Regions from separate parts of the Mus musculus genome. Here region 2 is linked to region 1. A link is a contact called in public promoter capture Hi-C data. All regions are on one chromosome and are shown on one strand. Each heading gives the region's core, a stretch centred on a gene start, on an enhancer-like site or on the middle of the called end of the contact. The rest is flanking DNA. Distances are from core to core; before and after follow the strand shown.

Region 1 (3,193 bases), core at 244-2,743:
GGGTCTCCATCCCAGATTTGGTGGAATAAAGCAGAGGCTATACATGGGAAGAAGAAAGATCTATGGGGCCTGTATGGGAGGAACTGTCTGGAACAGAGAGTAAAAAACTTTACACCTGTCTACCTTAGTTATTGTTCTATCACTGTGAAGAGACACCATGACCAAGGCAACTCTTATAAAAGACATCATTTAACTGGGAGATGGCTTATAGTTTTAGAGAGTCAGTCTATTAACATCATGCCAAGGATAGACAGACATGGCGTTGCAGTAGTAGCTGAGAACTACACATCCTCATCTGTAGGTAGGGGTGGGGGTAGGGTGGGAGGGGGGAGGAGGAAGTAGGAGGTGGGGAGAAGGGGCCCAGAGTGAGCTTTTTGGGAACCCCCAAGCCTACCCCCAGTGATATACCTCCTTCAACAAGGCCACATCTCCTAACTCTTCCCAAACTTCTACCAACTGGTGACTAAGCATGCAAATTTATGAGCCTACACAGGAACTCTCATTCAAACCATTGCACCATCTGAGAGCATGGAGACCTTGAAGATGAGGTGAAAGATGACAAAGAGGAAGGAGGCCGCTTGCTCAGTAACGTGAGCAAACCAACAGAAGAGACAGAAGTTTGACAGAACCAGGGCAAGAGGCCCGCTGTGACTGAGTCAACACTGAGACATTGCACATGCTCAAGGCTACCCCACATGTAGGATGTGGGGCTGGGCGTGAAGGATACCCCTGGGCTTCACACAGGTCATCATTACAAGGTGAAGTTTTGCTTGAATAGGCTGCTTAAAGCCAGTCTGAGTAATAAGTTCCTTTGCCCCAGAGGGGCAGCTACTAAGAGGCTGAGCTTAAAAATAAAAGTCACGCAAAACCACTGGAAGTCTGGAAGACTATACATACATACACAGGATTTCAACCTCTGTGGAGCCCTCAGAGAGGAAGTTCTGAGCCCATAGCTGACTGTGGAGCAATGTAAACTTCCTGAACTATGAGAGCAGACTGTAATCCACATAAGCATCCAACGTAAAAGCTACGTTTCCGGTCTGGCATGTAAAAAGCCAGAAGCCTCCCTCCTCACAATGACAAAAAGCTAAGTAAATTGGAAATTCAACCCCTTCTTCCAAGGTCCATTAGAGAAGTGAGGTCATATAGCAAGCCTCTGCTCCCAAATTGGAGAGACTTATAAGCAAACACAAGAGAGTCACATCTTACCAGGTCTGGAATCCAAAAGCTGAAACTTCCCTAGTGGTTCTGCCAGGATTGAGCACATCTGCACTAGGTTGATAAAATACTGCAGGCGCCGCGTGGGCAAGCCTGGGAGATGAAAACTCCAGGGACACCCCGTTCTTGGGGCTCCCAGACTCCTGTGAATTTTGCATCCTGGAGCTCTGATAGGTTCTCATGGTGACTGTCTGAGAAATGCCACCCCCACCCCCAGTGCTTCTGGTAGAGAGAGAAGAGAAACCATGTTGAAATACCAAGCACATTCCAATCTTCTTAGCAACTCCTGCCCCCGGGAGAAATGATTTAACTAGAGCTGAACCAGCTGGAGGTTTAGCAAAGCAGAAATGACAGGGAAAGGGGAGACGCTCAACTCCAGCTGGCTCTCGCCTTCCACGGGGAAGAAAAGAAATACTGAATTCCAGCTCCTTCTAATCCTGCACATGGGCAAGAACCATACCCAGCCCACTCCTGTCTGTTGCCCAAACCAACGGGACTTGCTGGGAAGTATTTGTGATGTTCACAGCCTAAAACCACAGGCTCACTGTGAGACGGAGAGCTAACACAGCCTAGAGTCCTGCATCATACCCAGCTCCTTGCCACCACCTTCTGAGAGAACTAGGGTGACAGTCCCTTCTACCCTAGACATCATGCACAACTCCAACTATCAAGAAAATAATTACAGGGCCTGAAGAGTCAGCTCAGTGGTTAAGAGCACTGGCTGTTCCTTTAGTGGACCTGGTTTAATTCCCATTACTCATATGACAGCTCAAATCTGACTGTAACTCGACTTCCAAGGATCCAATGCTGCCTTCTGACCTCAGGCACCAGGGATACACAAGATGCATGTGTGTGCGTAGAGGCAAAATACCAATACAGAAAAATAAAACCAATTTTGTGTGTGTGCCTGTGTGTAGTTGTGTGTGAATTACAAACTGGGCATATTGCTTCATTGCTGTAATGTTAGCACTCTAGAAGCTGAGGTGTTGTGAGTTCAAAGCTAGTGCCACAGAGTAAGACCCCCCTTCTCTCTCTCTCTCTCTCTCTCTCTCTCTCTCTCTCACACACACACACACACACACACACACACACACACACACCCCATACTAAAAGTAAAAAAACAGGAGTGTGCTGGGAACTGAATTCTGGTCTTCAATGTCCCTAACTCTGGTTAACATTGGTAGCATGTGCAGAGATTTATTTATAGGTCAAATTCTGCCCCAAGAATTTCCTGCCCTATAAACTTCTTCCAGCTTTCTTTTCTTCCCACTTCCTTTGGAATGACTTCACTCCTTTCTTTCCAGTCTCCTAATCTCCAGCCCACTAGGGTTCTTTTGCATATGACTGTTAAAGGTTCTAGCATCATTTGTTGAAAGTCCATACTTTCTCCATCCAGTGGACTTGGTGTCTTTGTCAAAGACAGGCTGATCACCTTTCTCTGGGTCTGGCTTGGTACTACCTTGCTTATTTTTTCACCAACACCACACTGCCTTGATTACTGAAGCCTTCTAGGGAGCATTAGAGTTGTCATAAGTTGTGTTACTTTTTGATAGCTGTTGGTAAAATACCGTGACCAAGGTAACTTATGAACAGACGGGTACGATTGTGCTTACAGTTTCAGAGCATTGTTGTCCATCATGGCAGAGCAGATGTTTTCTGGCAGGAACAATTGAGAGCTCACACCTCCCACCTCAAGCATGAGGTAAAGAACACTAGCTCAAAATGCTGTGAATCTTTTGAAACCTCAAAGCCAGCCCAGTGACACACCTCCTCCAACAGGACCACACCCTCTAATCCTTCCCAAACAGTTCCACTAGCTGGGGACCAAATATTCCAACATATGGGCCTATGGGGCCATTCTTATTTAGACCACTACACAGTGTGAGAGTAAACCACCCTCCACAGGCAGTCTGTCTTTTCTGTAGTGTCAGATTCTGTGGGTCATGTTTCTCTCCACATTAACGTTAGAATCTTA
Region 2 (3,193 bases), core at 221-2,720, 590 kb after region 1:
TGGTGTATAGATTATAATGGGGATAAACTTAGCTTCTGCAGAGATTAATGTTCTCAATTCAGGTCAACTCCAGTTGCCACTTGTCAACTTAAAGACTTGGGGGATTTCAGTTTTAAACATTGTGTTCCCCTCTCTCCCTCTTATCTATTCAAGTGTCTGATTCTTGGGTTGGGAAACGGCAAATTCCAAGGACCTTACCACTGCCAGGCCCAGACTTGCCTGCGGGCCTTTCTTTGGAACTGTTCCAGAGAACCGTGGAGTAGCCTGCTGTTGCTAACAGCGACGGCTATGATGACTGTCACCACCAGAGAGGAGGCCCAGAATTCTCCACCCTGCTCCGGCTGTGGTTGTCAGTGCTTCTGAAGATGGGTCGGGACCTGGATTTGGGTTGCAGGAGCTGAGCCTGGCGTATATTAATTAGGTGGTTGATGGAAAAGTTCTTCCTGACGAGTGGGTTCCTCCTCAAAGGTTGTTACTCTTTGCTGCTTCTAGATTCTAAAAGCCGTGGGTGCTCACTGTAGAAGCAGGGTTGGAATGTTGCATGCCTGGCTTTCAAATTCATCCCCATTGCTTACTAAAGATGAGCAGACAGGCACCCTCCCTGAACTTTGCTTTATCCCATTGTGCACAAAGACCAGTTTCATAGCATTGCATGGGGGCTCTCCTGTTCCAGACCCCTGCTGAGGTCTGTGCACATGCTCATTTCCTCTGTGGGTATGTACAGAGTACTCACTGAAGGCCAGAGATGTTGCCGTGACTCTGCCGAGGGAACCAAGCAAAGCAGAGAGAGTGTCTCTGACCTAATGCTCAGGGGCTAAGAGCAAACACTCATATGTACATGTTAACAGTTAATAGATAATAGAACCCTGTGACACATACAATGGTGGAAAGGACCACTTTGGTTTGAGGCCTCTCTGAAGGGGTTCAGTGCTTTGTGGCCCCCGCTTCCCAGCATTCCTGGAGGTCCACTTCGAAACCCTGTCCCTATAACTATATTGGTCTACACTATGAGTTTTGGGAGCCGGCCCACATTAACACCTCAGTTCTCTTTTGAGAGGTGCCAGCTCACCAAGAGGCTGCCATTCAGAGTGGATCCTTCCCTTCTGGGGTGGGAACTGGCTCCCAGAGCATCTCACTGGCCTCAGATGATGCCCTTTGAGTCCACACCCAAGTGAGCCACCAGCGAGCAGGGAGCCTCCTGTTGGGAGGCAGATTGCTTCTATTCTAGCCTGAGCTCATTTTGCTCCACACTGCTTGGAGCATCCTGGTTTCTAAGGAGCTGGAAGTAATCTCAGTGACACATGGCGCTCACAGACTGCTTCTTAGGCAGTCCTTTAAGGGCTCTGCAGTCTGGTGAATGCCAGAAAGCACTGATGTTTGAGCTGCTAATCAGTAAACCCAGGACCCTGCCCCATGCACCACTGCTTAGGGTGTGGTGAGGACTTGTTGAAGGACCATTTGAGTCTCTGCACTGGGTAGTGGTGCCCCCTGCTGTTCACGAAGCAGCTGTACAGCAGGGCCTGCAGTATCTGACTCACCTGTCATGTTGACAGCTGACCTACTTTTGTTTGACCTTGATTTGTTGAACACAATTAGAAATGCTGCTGGGACTGCACTTCGGCTGCCTGATTTTAAAAGTCTCAGTGTGACAGCCCTCCATCTTAAATGGACACCCAGCCCAGGCCAAAGGATGGTTGGGCGCATAGTGAGTTTTGCAGTAACCTTTGAATTGTAATTCTATCACAAGGAAAAGGCTTAATTCAGGAACACAGATCTGTTATTTGGGACTGGCTGTGAGGCCAGAGCAGCAGGCCTGGATTCCTTGCTACAGGCAGCTTAATCAGGAAATGGCCTAGATGGCTGCCTTTCAAGTAGGTCCTTGCAGTAGCTTGGCAACAGGCACAGGGTCATAATTGGAAGAATTTGGCTCTGAGTGTCTGTGGGTGTTTACAGTGCACTATAGGGCAGGGCTTCTCTTATTTATAGAATATTTAGAGCACCGAGCAGCAGAAGGCTGAAAAGCCACTAAATCTCAATTTAATTTTAACAAATTCTATCTTTCCCTTCATCCCAGAAGGAAGACTGAGTTATTAAAAAAACAGTTAAAAAAATCACTGCAAAGCTTGCAGAATCTAATTATGGGGTTGCCAGCATCAGCCTGCAGCCACTCTCGAAGGGCTTTGTAAATCAGCTGTCCATTGAGTCTGTGAACTTACATGACTTCGGTTCTTCATTTAGATGTAGAGTGAAAGTATTGGCAAGTGAGGACTGATCAGGAAAAACTTCTGGTCTAAATCAGGAGACAGAAGGGATAAATATAGCGTGGCGCACTTCTGCGTCCTCGGAGGGAGATAAAAATCACTCTTCATTGTCCCTTATACTTAGCTGCACACACACACACACACACACACACACACACACAGATCCCAATATTCTAACCACCCATTTCAGGAGTCTGGCTCATTGCAGCAGCAGATCTGTGCCACCCTGAGGAACCACTGGGGTTGTGTTGTCTTGTGGGCCCAGCACTGGGTGAATGTTACCCTGTAGTCTCAGGAAGCCCAAAGCCTGTGCATTTTTGGCTGTGGTCTTGTAGCTAAAGCCAGGAGGATCTGCAGAGACCCTCAGGTTCAGTCCCACCATACTGTAATCACTATTCCAGAGGGGATGCTGCCCAGATTAAAGTAAGTCACAGCAGAAGGGGTACTGGGGTGGGGGGAGCTCCAAGCTTCCTAAGCTCCCAACAGTGCCCTTTTGTGTGACAGACACTCAGGACCAATGACTAAACTGATTTGTGTTTTGCACCTCTGGGGGTGGAGTGGGGGTCACAATCCTAGAAGACAAAGACACTAAGGGAGTTGAATAGTTTTGATGGGTAGGAAGAATGAGTTACAATGGACACCATTAGTCATGTGCTAGGGATGACAAGAATGGGAATTCTGACAAAGGTGACTTCGGTTGATCCTTGACGTCCCCTCCCACAGAGAAGCTCTATGGTCGCTGTAACGTTTCCTCGTGGAAGCAGGTGCAGCACATGTGCTGTGCATGTAGAGGAGGCACGCATGGGGCAGACATCAGTGGGCACAGTGGGGGTGGACCCTGAGACTCTAGGGATGCCTGAGGGAATTGCATAGGGCTATAGACGAGAGCCAACAACTGGTGCATAGCCAGGACCAGGCACCCTGGGTCCCAC

The links. Promoter capture Hi-C pulls out the DNA fragments that hold promoters and counts their contacts.
Region 2: a contact with region 1 is called in a promoter capture Hi-C map of hippocampal neurons, with 2.6 times the contacts expected there. The contact joins two enhancer-like sites. A contact is called at or near these places in 1 of 39 promoter capture datasets (hippocampal neurons), 1 of 484 Hi-C or Micro-C datasets (embryonic stem cells) and 3 of 115 datasets of contacts at active chromatin or transcription factors (cardiomyocytes, embryonic stem cells and pancreatic cancer cells).

What each region holds. Positions count from the first base shown.
Region 1 is chr7:112,661,973-112,665,165 of GRCm38.p6, forward strand. No RefSeq gene overlaps it. Among named protein-coding and RNA genes, the nearest start is that of Gm40451, 11 kb to the right of the region's middle. Within about 2 kb of position 1,494, at least 145 of the 459 cell types and tissues checked have an H3K27ac peak or open chromatin away from gene starts, as enhancers often do. A contact at or near this core is called in hippocampal neurons and pancreatic cancer cells, where this site is marked.
Region 2 is chr7:113,249,396-113,252,588 of GRCm38.p6, forward strand. All of the region lies in intron 2 of Arntl (aryl hydrocarbon receptor nuclear translocator-like), which reads left to right. All of the region lies in intron 2 of Gm33721 (a long non-coding RNA gene), which reads right to left. Among named protein-coding and RNA genes, the nearest start is that of Gm33721, 11 kb to the right of the region's middle. Within about 2 kb of position 1,471, at least 130 of the 459 cell types and tissues checked have an H3K27ac peak or open chromatin away from gene starts, as enhancers often do. A contact at or near this core is called in hippocampal neurons and pancreatic cancer cells, where this site is marked.